Linked DNA regions of Capsicum annuum: region 1 is linked to region 2. A link is a contact called in public Hi-C data. All regions are on one chromosome and are shown on one strand. The core of a region is the stretch at or near the end of the contact, and the rest is flanking DNA. Distances in the headings are between cores, read along the strand shown.

Region 1 (6,727 bases), core at 1,850-4,349, 130 kb before region 2:
GGATCTTGAAACTTTTTTTTGCCTTTTTTTGCTTTTGCTAAGGCGATGAGAATTGTCTTTAAAACAAGAATTTGGTTGAGGAGAATAATATCTATCCATTTCAATTCACAAGAATCAATAACAAATTCCTATAAAATAAAAAATTCATCAAGAATATAAGTAAAAATAATTATTTATTTATTTTTAATCAAATCCCATGAACTTAAATAGAAGCAAGAAAAAAAAAAATTACACACTAACTTTCAAGTAATAAGTAAATATTAAAAGCAATTAACATTACCCAAACTTGAATCAAAAAATAAAAAAAATGAAAGGAAGAAATGTGTACCTATTAGCATCAAGTAGCGTCCAGTAGCTGGTGGCATTTAAATATATGAGAAGTAAAATGAAAAAATAGAGAAAGTCCATCAGGACTCGAACACGCGACGTCAGGCCAGAAGGGCATCAACATTTGAGTTCCAAATCAGTGCACCCACACAAGTATTATTATTGAGGGTGCACAATTAAATATATTAACACTTTAGTAGGATATATATATATATATATATGTATATATATAATTTTTTTTAAAAGTTACCGAGTGCACGTGCACCCTCGAGGCACCACGTGGGTCCGCCTCTGGTTGTGTGTACTATCAATATCCCATTTATTAAGTTAATTTTTTGCATTACTAATGCATAGAAAATTTTGACATTAATAATACATATTTTAATACACAATAATGTCTATAACTAATGCTTGTATTAGTTATACATATGTCAAAAAATAATAATACATATTTTAATACACAATAAAGTCTATAACTAATATTTGTATTAGTTATACATATGTCAAAAATATATACCAAATAAGATATTAATAGCACACCTAACTAATGTAAATATATTTTTTTTAATACAATCTGTCAAACGACTCGTAAGTGCTTTTCATTGGAAATGAGCCTACAGTTAAGTAGTTATAAAATGATACGTCCTAAGATTGACCCTATCTGTATATATACTTCCTTATCTAATAGGAAAAAAATACTCCATATATACTCAGTTTTATTTCTATATGAACTTGTTTGATTGAGCATAAAAAAAAAGAAATTAGAAAAGATAATTATTATTAAGTGATATGATTAATGATAAAAATGGAACTAATCGACTCCTCATCATTTTTTAATCTCAGTTTTTTCTCTTTTCTTTCTGTTGTTTTTCTTTTTCGGATGAATATCTTCATTTCCTGTGTTATTATTTTCTAGATAGAAGGATGAAAATGAAGGTATATGTGCCATCAATCCATAATAGCAGTCTTTACTTCCATGAAGAAATCAGAAAAAATAAATTGACCAGGACTTGATGTCATGCCTTTTTGCCTCCTCAAAGGGTCTCTAAAAGCTGGTTGGAAATACTAGAATTTTCAGTGAGACACTATTTATAAACTATGTCGTCTATTCTTCATCTAAGAACTATTTTATTGGTCACCCACCTAGATCAGTAACAAATGCAAATACCCATAGTACTTCAATTAGGAAGTCAATTTCATAAAAATCTTATTTCTGTTACATCTATCAGAAGCTTCAATTTTATAAATTTCAGATATTTTTTCATTTGTATTTTTCTTCTTCATAAAAATTAAATACTGCGAACCCTCCTCTGAACATAATGATACGATCAACGCACTTGAAGGCGGGCAAAATATCAGAGAATAAAAGTACTTGTATATGAACATCTTAGCAGGTTTAGTAGATCACAATTGCATAGCTTGCCGAATTTGATCGTCCAAAAGAGGCGCATAGACTTATTTTAAAAATAAATTTTCCCTTTGAATTGTCGAATATACAAAAGGAAAGAAATAAAGAAAATTACAGTAAAATCAAAATACATGTAACTAAAATTTAAATTACTACAGTACGTAAAATAAAACGAAGCAGCTAGGAAGGATCTTGTTATTAGTGGGGGTTATGTACACAGCACCAGGTCTCGATCGGTACTGAGAAAAATTTGAAGTAGAAAATCTCAGCGATCATTAATGTAGTGAAAGTGACAGAATCACAAAGTAGCATAAAATCATTAGTGATCCAGGCCGCCTAAGTTGAAATTTTGAAAAATAGAACGGCTATTTATGTCAATATCTCTTTTGACTAATCAGAACATGAAGTTATTAATTTCAGACTTGTTCTCATTAGAAGGAGAAGAACTATCTTCAAGTCTATTGGGAAAATTATCAGCTCGGCCTGGAACAACAGCATCAGGAGTGGGACTGCCCAATGAGCTGAACATGTAAGGCAATTGGTTTTGTGGTGGTGGTTGCGTCTGAAAATGGATACTGTAAGAACCACCAGCAGAAGTAGGTGCGGTATTCGGATTCACAACTTGTTGATTATTGGACCCGAAACCTATGTAGGTCCCCTGCGATGCGAATGGTGCAACAGGTCCACCAGTGAACTGTTGCACCATGGCACGAAAATTAGCCGTATCCGTGTTCAACACAGTGGTTGGTGTTCGTCGAGAAGCCCTGGATCGGCGTCTGATAGGCTTGGAAACCCGGCCATCAACCGGACCGGTACTGTGTTGGTGGTGATCTGGAGCACTGACTAAGGAAGTGACAGTTGTGGTGACTACCGTGGCATCAGAAAACATAGGGGTTTGTGGCGATCTTTGAGATTGATAGAATTGTACCCAATTGGTGGGATTTGGCATAGTTTCACTCATGCCCATACAAATAAAAAGTAGGACTATAGAAAAGAGAAAAAAAGTGAAGAGTATGAAAGCTTATGTAAAGAAGAGGAGAATAAAAACACAGGATGAACCTTTGAATTTATAGTAACATAATTTTGGCTGGTCAAAGTATTATAGTTCTAGTTAGTGGCCGGTCCTTATTGACACGTGAGTATCACGTGGGTCTGCGGCAATAGAAAATGTGTTCTATTTCTGTTGAATGATCCTCCTTCCCTCTGGTTTTTTTTTTTTTTTTTTGCATCTATTAAAGTCCCGATTAATTTAGACCGCGCATTGCAGGACTAGAATTTTTTTCATACCCAGAGTGGAACCATTGACCTCTAATAAGAATGAAGCAAAGTCCCGATTAATTTAGACCGCGCATTGCAGGACTTATTAAGGTGTCTGTGCTCCTAACAGAATTTTTTTCATACCCAGAGTGGAACCATTGACCTCTAATAAGAATGAAGCAGCCTATCCACCGCACTACAATCCATGTTGATTTCTTTCCTCTTGTTTCTCTTCATGTGAACAAGATATACATTGACAGTTCAACCGGAGAAAACAATCTTACGTATATATTTTTGTATTAGTCCTTTCTACTGAATGAGAAGTATTAAGTTTTGTAACACGTTCTTTGAAGCTACATCATATATATGTATTACTGGATATCGAGGGGTACCTCTTTGACTCAATTTTTGTGAAATAAATATAATTTAAATAATTAATTATATTTTTAAATATATATTTAGATATTTTAAATCATTAATTATTATAATTTTTAATCATTGTAATTTAGATGTTGAAATAATATATATATTATTTTTCTTTTTCGAAATTTATGGCATTGATAGTTAATTATAATTTTTAAATAGTTTAATTATTGTAATTTATAATATTTTTTCTTCTATTCCAACTTATGTGACATTGGTATAATTTCGAGAGTCAACTAAAGATAATATATTTTTAAAAATTTTTAAATTGCTAATTATTGTGATTTATAGTATTATTGACATATTTTTTTGAAATATATAATAGATTAAAAAAAGTAAAATAAATAAATTAAAATGGAGAAAAAATGAAGGCAATGGAAATGACCAATGAAATTGTGTCAAAGAGGACATGTTGACCTGCAGTCTAATTGATCCCTTTTCCTTTTATAATTTTGAGAGTCGGATAAATATTTTATATCTTTTAAATTTTTAAGTTGTTAATCATTGTAATTTATAGTATTGTTTACGTACTTTTTACAAATATATAACAAATTAATAAAATAAAATAAATAAATTAACTTGAAGAAAAAAAATGAAGGCAACGAAAAAGCCCAATGAAATTGTGCCAAAGCACGCATGTTGGCGGCATGATCTGGAGCCTGCTGGTCATAATTTCATTGATCCCTTCTCCTTGTCTAAGTAAGTACTAGACATTGAAGTACAAATCCAGTATATGTTATTTTTTTGTCTGAATTTATGTGACACAAATATAATTTGGATAATGAATCATTAAAATAATTTAAATTTTTTATTATTGTGATTTATAATACTTTTCTTCTATTTCAATTTAAGTGACAATAATATAATTTCGAGAGTCAGTCGAATCTTTTGTATCCTTTATATTTTTACAAGTTGTTAATTATGTAATTTATAATACTTTTAATATAATTTTTCAATAAGATATTAATAATCTCTCCGTCCCTATTTAAGAGTCTTCTCATTTTTGAAAAATTTATGTTACTTGAGAAAATTGAAGGAAGTGTGTCATTTAAGTTTTGAATGAAGAATTGGTGACATTAACCAACTTAAAGGGTCAAACATAATTAGAAAACTTGATTAAGTTAATTGTGAACTTGATTAATATTTTTATAACTTTCTAATCTTTTTAAAAATACAAATCAACCCACACCCTTTTCCGCTCTAAATCAACCTTATCCCCTTTCTCTCTCGACAGTTTCTCACAACCAACAGGTGTCGATATCAATTTATGCGGAATCGCTCCACCTATAGTCCCCCGAACCACATTTTCTCCGAATTGATCTTGTAAAAGATCTGCTACAGAACAAAAATTTCTTCTTTCAATCCCCGGCGACTTCAACCTCCAGCGATAAATAGTTGGGCTTCGAGTTTCTTTTCGACTTTCAACCGTCAATTGACGTGACAACCTTACTTTCCGGCCACAACAAGTTCAAGTTCTTCATCATCCCTTTTCTTCTTTCACAGGTAAAAAATTATGGCCTTTTTAGTTTCGAAACAAAACAGGAACTTGAGCTAACTTCTCTTCTAGTATTGGTTAACAATTTCAATATTTGTTGCTTTAATTTGAAATGCGGTCTGAATAAAATCCTATTTCTGGTATTTCTTCTCTTCTCTTTTTGGAGTGAAATATGATTTTTTATTGTTTGTTGTATTTTTTTAAGTTTGATTTTTGTTGTTTGTTTTGTACAAACAAAACAACGATGTTGGTATTTTTCGTATTGCACCCATTGCTGGGTTGATTTGTTCTTGTTCTTGGTAAAAACGGTGATATAGTTGTTGTTATATTGAACAAAATCATGCTACTATTTATTTTTGGAACATATTAACCTTCTGATACAATAGATTAATCGTCTAATGCAACAGATTAACCATATGATGCAATAGATTAACCATCTGATGCAACAGATTTACTATCTAATGCAATAAATTAACCATTCGATGGAATAAATTTACCATACGATGTAACAGAGGAACCATCAAATTAAAAATATGATGTAATGGATTTACCATCTGATGCAACAGATTTACCATCTGATGCAACAGATTTATCATCGAATTAAAAATTTGATGCAACAGATTAATCATATGATGCAACAAATTAACCATCTGATGCAACAAATTTACCATCGGATGCAACATAAGAACCATCAAATTAAAAATTCAATGCAATAAATTAATCATCTGATGCAACGGATGAAACTTCTATTGGATTAAATCCTATCAACTATTTAAATAGGACATGTCCAAGACTTGATTTTTTCAACCGATCATTCATCCGTCGCGATAGATGACTCTTTTGTTGGAAGAAATCTAAACAATTTTGACCATTGATAACGGTTCCACTAGATCACTCATATGTTGCAACAGATGTGTGATCTATTGCACAGACCAGCCATCTGTTTCAATAGATGAGTGATCTGCTTTTATTATTGCAACAGATTAATCATCTATTGCAATAGGTTATTTATATGTTGCAACAGATTACTCATATATTGAAATAAATGTGTGACCTGTTGCACATACCAGTCATATATTTCAACAGATTAGTGATCTGTTTTTATTATTGCAACAAATTCCTTATCCATTACAATAGGTTAGTTATATATTGCAATAGATAACCTATCAACAGATGTGTGATCTATTAGAACTATTATTTTACTATTGTACATATTAGATATAATGTTATCCTTTTTTAATGATGCATTAATCAATTATAATCTATTTTATGTTCCTGTTATTTTTAGATTATATGGTTCCCACAAGGATAAAATTAAATCAAGTTCAAGTAAAGGAACAAGTGAAGCAGTTAGGCTACATCCACCACTCTCTGATCTTGCTTTACAAGCGTTAACTCAATCAGAAGATAATGAACATGGGGAGGAGGAATGTTTCAAAAGAGATGATCCAAATGCTAATAGCTCTTTCACCAAAGAGTTGGCCAAAACCTACAACATTGATTGTTATCCTCTAAGAATGCAGTGTGATGGTGCCACAGATCTAACGGGTGATTTTGTGGTTAATTCAGACACAAAAAAATCTTTCGACGCCTTCAAAAAAATACTTAGAGAACAAAATTTGGATGCGTATTTCAGAGACAGCTGCTTTGGACAATATCTTGATTTGCCGGAGGACAACAATGCTCGTTTCCAAATAAAAATGGTATATGATCTTCTCAAGCGTAGGTTTATGTATGAAAACAAAGATAAGATGGATGAGGTATAGATAAATTATCATGGTATGCCTGTTTGTTTTGGTTAGAAGGAGCTTGCCATA
Region 2 (6,800 bases), core at 3,996-6,495:
CTGTTTTAAAGGCCTATTTACTATGCCCATGGATTTTCAAATGGTTTATGATTATTATTTTTTTTCATAAAATGCTCTCACTTATGTTATTTATTAAAGCACATTATTATGGATGACTTTGTGTACCAGTACAATTGTATTGACCCCTATATTTTAGGATTTATGACTCAATCCCGGGGTTTCGGTAAGTAGTAGATTGACTTGATAGAAGCTACAACTGGTGGCCTCCCTTACTTCGGAAGGCCTGGTTACGAAACTTGTCGTGGTTATGTTATTTTGATTCATGGTCCAACTGGGGGCCTTGTCCCAAAGTTCAGACAGATATTATTTTCAGTTAGTAGAGATTTCGCAGACTAGAGTCATGTACTTTGAATGTTATGAACTTCATTCGTATTGTCTAGTTGAATTTAAAAGTGACCATGTTTCTGTTTATTAATATTTAGCATTTCTTTACATTGTTTGAACATTGTGTATGATTACCAGATAGAATAGGGGCACTCGGGCCTTCACGATTTAGGATGTCCGTCGCGGTCATGGCCTCGGTTCGAGTCGTGACACATATATTTGAAAACATTAACCTGGGTTGCGTAGCATAACCATCATATAACAAGGCACCCACTGGCTATATAGACCCAGCTCTCCCCTAGGGTCGTAGTTCATGTAGCCGCATGAGCAAGAGAATATCCATATTCATATATGCCTTTATGGGGGACTTGAACCTCCCGGCATAGTCAAGGTGACTTAAGCATCAATGTATACAATATGAGGGACTTGAACCTCCCATTCATATATCCATTTAGGGGACTCGAACCTCCCGATCATAGAGACATATGCACCGGCTAGCGCAGTTTCCAGTGTTAGTCCTTTGGACTTCACTTTTACTGCCCGAATACACATACCACTTTAAAGAACGAATTAAAACATTTGTTATACATACACAACCCTTATTTCAATTACTTACCAAAGGCATCCCGTTGGTATCGTCATACCAACCCTACTTCCAAGCATACAACATACCATAACCTTTGTTAATCAACTTGGGACTCAAACCCATTATCTAACAAAGGATATCAATTCAATTCAATAGTTAGGGACTCGAATTCATTTAGCCAACTAAACTACCAAGGTTATAATTAAAATTAATTTATGGCCAACAAGACTTTCATAAAACCATTTACTAACCGCTTACATCATTAGGCCAATGCCTTAGTTCAAAACACAATTCAACATATGACAAGATCATTCTCAAAGAAAATTTCACATACTGGTTGAGGGCATACCATTATCAAACCATTATTCAAGCCAAAAACCATCAAGTTAGGGTTATCTATGACCCCTTATTTTAAATCACAATTTCCAACCACCCACATGTGCAAAACCATTATCAAAATATGTGTAGTCATAATTTAAACCATGAGAAAACAATACTCAACATTATGTATTCAAACCCTCAACCATGGTTTTCAAAACCACCATTAGTGATTCATAAACAATGTTTAAAATACATAATTTTTGTGAACTAACAATGAAGTAAGAGTAGCATGCCTGAGTTACGAAGATTCACGAAGAGATTTTAATCTTTAAGCCTCTAGATGACCACCTTGAAGAAACCCTAGCGCAATATCTCTTGAGAAGTTTTAGAGAGAGTTTAGAGAGTGCTTGATCTTCTAAAGTGTAGAATGAATTTCCAATAAGTGTTATAAGACGTGGGGTCTTAAAGGCTTGGGGTGAAAAATGTCAAAAATACCCTCAACTTAAAAGCTGTAGAAAACTCACAGGTAGGTACGATTTGACCCTCCAACTCGTCACCACATCATACGAGTGGTACCATCAAGTCATCTTAAGATCAGAAAGTTAGACACCACATTCTGTCCAACAAATGACTCCCTTGCCCAAATCATCACTAGACCTTAAGACTAGTACCATCAAGTCGTTTCCAAGGCAGAACATCAAGGGCTAGACGTTGGACAACACATGATTGGACCTTGAAGCTCTCATGACTAGACCATACGACTCGTATGAAGTCTCTCGTAACTAGGACAGAACTTGGTCAACAACACACTGACCAATATATGACTAGAATCGCTGACCCATTACAACACCGTACGACTTATGATGTGAGTCGTATGATTAGTAGAGAGTTCAAGACTCAGGAAATTCACAAGGGCCAAAGTCCAGGGCGTTTCAATATCCCAACAGGTGATTCACTGGAGAAGAAAAGGTTAAATTTTTTAAATGTTGTGTTAAAATTTTATTAAACATAAAGGATCCTTGTAATACAATTCAAATTCAATATTATATATCTTTATGAATTCGAAAGTTCTTATTTCATAATAAATATAATACATTTCTAACTACAGAAACTGATTTAAATTATAATAAAATCTTTGAAATTCACATATAATACTTGTAATACTTTTGGAATAAACATATTTTAGTTATATATATTCAACATGTATATTGAAATACGTCTTTAATACGTATAATATATTGAATTCAAAATATAATAAAATTATTATTTATTTTCTCTTATTGATGATGTTAAAACTGTGTTTAAAAATACATTATATAAGTATTTAGATATTTTCTTATTAAAAAAATAGATAAAAATTTAGGCATTGTATATGTACTAAAATTGATAAATAAGGTATATATTTATGCTCTTTATGTAAATGACTCATAATAGTAACTAAATTTTTTATCCGTAAGAAATATACACCCTAATAACATATCTTTACAAGTTACAAATAACACACATTTCTATATTATAAAGAAAAAAGAGGCTGTTGACATGGGTGCTTCATGTTATTTTATTTCATACAAAGGGAATTTTGGTCATTGACTCCACAGGGTAATAATGATTTGATATTGTATATGCAACTACAACATTCAACAAAATATGTAGTTGCTTCCCGTTTTCTCTAACTCTTTTCCTAGGGTCTTTCTATTACTTCTCTTTTGCTTTGTTAATCCAAAAAAAAAATAAAAAATCAAAGATAAGGTTTGTATCGGGCATGTTTCCTTTCCAAAATTATTTCATATTACTATATTTTAAATTTTTTATTATAAATTTTTTATTTTTATTTTTTGTGTTGTAGTTTTGGGATTTTACTGGAGTTTTTTATTTGGATAACTACATAACTTAACAAATATTGATTCCTAATTATTTGATTTAGTCTAAATTTCAATTAATTACAATCCATAAACCCTCTTGCCTATTAATTATCCCTAATTACAATTTATAATTTCTCTCATTATTTTCTCTATTTTCTATTATTCTTTTTTTTTTCAGTTTTTTTCTTCATTTTTTCTTTTACTTTTTTTTTTTGTCTTCTCTTTCTTTTTTCTTTTTTCTTTTTTCTTTTTTCTTTTTTATTTTATTTTTTCTCCTTCTTTTTCTCTCATTTTTTTCTCCTTCTTTTTTTCTTTTTTTTTCTTTTCATTTTTCTTTTTCTTTTCATTTGTGCAAATTAGCAAATACAAATACAAGTGTCAACTATAAAATACAAATACAAATGTGAACTATAGCATACAGACATAAGTGTGAACTATCATTTGTATTTTTTAATTATTGAAAAGAAATGATTGGTTTTCTTTCTTCGAATACTTGTTTGTATTTATTGATACGAGTTGTATTTATTGATACATATAAATACAATTCAAATTTTTATGTAAATACAATATGTACAAATACATATTGTATTTGTATTTGTAAAATCATTTGTTTGTAATTGTATTTATATCAATTGATATTTATTTATTTACAAATACGAATGATAATTTTGACATATAAATACAAAATGGTACATTTGTATCAAATGATACAATACATATTTATATATTTTAGAATCAAGAAAATACAATTAATGCATTTGCTTGTTCGTTTACAAATGCAAATGATAAATTATACGTGATCACAGCTTAATACAATATGCAATCAACTTACAAATACAAATACAAAATAATTCTTTAAAAATAAAAAAGGCATCGACGAAAATAGAATACAAATACAAATATAATCTAAATATACAAACACAAAAAACTCACAATACAAATATAATCCAATATAATATATGATCAATTATGAAATACAAAAATACAAAGCAGTTCTTTAAAATATAAGTGAGAATTATATAAAATATAAATGATGGTGCGAACTGACAAATACAAATACAAGTGCAAACTATAAAATACAAATATAAATGTGAATTGCAAAATACAAATACAAGCACAAACTTTAAAATACAAATACAAATACAATTGTATCAATGAATACAAAATTATAAATGATGGTGTGACTACAAATACGATAACAATTGTGGTAGTTACGTTATCAGCCATTACTTGTGCTCGAGTAATTATATTTTTCAAAAATACGAAAAATATAAAATAGAACCAAAAAAATGATAAAGAAAATAAGTACAAAAAAAAATAAAAAAGAAAAGAAAAAAAGAAAGAGAAAGAGAAGAGAGAAAAAATAAAAATAGGGAAAAATAGAAAAAAAATAAAGAAAAAATGAGGAAAACACAAAAAAGAAAAATTATTAAAAAGAAAAAAGAAAAAAAAATAGTATTTTTGGCGAGACTAAATATGTAATGTATTTATGTTTTATATGATTACAGACCACTGAATAAAAGTGAATATAGTGGCTGTGAATCGAATACAGCGGTTAAATGGTAATGCATTTATATTTTATATGAATACAGACTATTAATAAAATCGAACACATCGGGTGTAAATTGAATACAACGGCTATAAATGATAAAATATGGTTATGAAAGGTGAATTTTTCAGCAAAGTATAGCTATTTTTGAAAGATTCCTTTTTTATCCTAACTTAGAAGGAAATCAAATTTGACTCTCCTAATTGTAGGTAGATTAAATTGATTAGTTGGAATTTAATTGGGGTTTGTTATCTCCATCTTTTATTTTATTGAAAGAAGAGGAACCAATTCAATTTTGTAATTTTTGCATATTTTAGATTGTTAAAAGCTTTGTACTTGATCCTTGGTGGTTCTCTTCAAACTCAATTTTTAATCTCTGTAGTCATGTTCTTTTCGACATACTCTCGGAATCTGACTTTGCAAAGTAATTGTGTAGTTTCTGATCAATTAGAGACAAAAATAAATAAGTCTTATAATTTTGACCTATGATTCTAAATTTAAGATATCGGTATTTTTTAGTAAGCAAAGGTGCCCATGAATTTGCAAAATATACATCTTACAATTGTTGTTCCAACTTCAGATGCACCCGTCTTTCAATTTCTTTTCCAATTTTTTTAATTCTTTAATTATGAGTTTACGGTACTCTTTATTTGGCTAAAGGGGTTATTTTTCTTGGGTATATTCGATTTTTATTCATAATATCTCTACTCATATCATTGTTAATATTTTACAATGTCAGGTTTCTCAAAATCACGAAAAGATTTAGCATCAATGCAATTACTCCTACAACTGCAGAGAAGTAAAGCATATAACAACTCTTGATTCTTTATGATGAAGAGGTACATTTTATTCAACTTACTTATGCTATGGAAATTAATGCACATCACTGAAAATTATAGTGTTTGATCATTGTACATAGAACTACCTTTAATCTTGAGATGTAAATTAAGTACAACTTAATTATCAGAAAAGCTAAATTAATATAATATTTCACAGAAAACGCAAGTTTGGTGCATTATATTCGGCAGTGACATGACACATTATGCAAATCTCCAGCGTCCCTTTCATACCTACCCATTGTCCCTTCCAAATATTAAAGAATCAAATTTTGGGTATGACAAATCAATCAGTGACTTCACCTAGATAATTGACGGAGAACCAATCGTCAGATCAATAAAAAAAGTAAAAATCCTCTGAATAATCCACTACCACCACCAACATGATTCGATCTTACAACATTTGACATCTTTTACCATCAATTAGAATCTGAATTTGGTATCATAACTTTTGATGTATCATATTTTTTATCGGCTAGTAGAGTTTCTTTGGTTAGTTTCTTACTCATTTATTATGTTTTTTTTTTTTTTTTTTTTTTTTTGCGAGATGTTCTTGCTATTGTGCTCAATGTTGGGTTATTAATATACACTGCAAATGAATTAAGAATTGAAGACTTTATTATAGTTGATAATCAGTAAGTACACATTTTTTTCTGCTTTCATTATTTTTTTATTTCTCTTTTTGCTGAAAACAAAAGAATAAATATATAACATGTAACTCCTACCCCTTTTTTGTATCAAAAGAGTTTACCATGTCTCACTTTTTGGTCATTATCTTTTCCTTTATTTCCCTGTATAGATGTCTTCTCCATCTCCTCTCCCTTTGCATACAATACAAAAGCAAAAGTAAGAACAAGCTCTATCACTTCTCCGTCTTTCTAGTTGTTATCGTCATATATTTTTTTGGGGTAAATTAAGTTGTTGTTAACTTGCAAGTAGAAGTATTTTGTGGAAGGTGACTCTGTAAGGGCATGTCGTCTAAAGTCATGCTTGGCCAACCAATCGTCAGTTTTACTCTTTCTATTTTTTTTTTCTTCCCTTGATCTGTATAGCTAAATTCAGGTAAATAAATATTAATTCCTCCGTCTCATTTTATGTGTCATCATTTTTTTTAGTCAATTCCAAAAAAAATATATCATATTTTCTTATTTAGTAAAAATATTTAAAAACACAATTACATTTTTACCCTTATTTGACCCACTTAATTTAAAAAAAGATAGTTGCATATTTTTTGATAAAAAACAATTTAATAAATATTATCAAGTATTCCCTTATTTCTTAAATTTTATGCCCAATCAAAT

The links. Hi-C and Micro-C count contacts between places; a contact is called where the count stands out from the background.
Region 1: a contact with region 2 is called in a Hi-C map of leaf, with 3 times the contacts expected there. The contact joins the promoter of LOC107856714 here to the enhancer-like site in region 2. A contact is called at or near these places in 3 of 5 Hi-C or Micro-C datasets (bud, leaf and placenta).

Annotation. Positions count from the first base shown.
Region 1 is chr7:58,701,683-58,708,409 of UCD10Xv1.1, reverse strand. It overlaps LOC107856714 (VQ motif-containing protein 22-like), which reads right to left and starts at 3,099. Exons shown (of 1, transcript XM_016701696.2): 1 at 1,783-3,099. The coding sequence starts at 2,702. The coding sequence ends at 2,130.
Region 2 is chr7:58,570,811-58,577,610 of UCD10Xv1.1, reverse strand. No RefSeq gene overlaps it. Among protein-coding and RNA genes, the nearest start is that of LOC124885576, 7.2 kb to the right of the region's middle. Within about 2 kb of position 5,245, at least 3 of the 5 cell types and tissues checked have an H3K27ac peak or open chromatin away from gene starts, as enhancers often do. A contact at or near this core is called in bud and leaf, where this site is marked.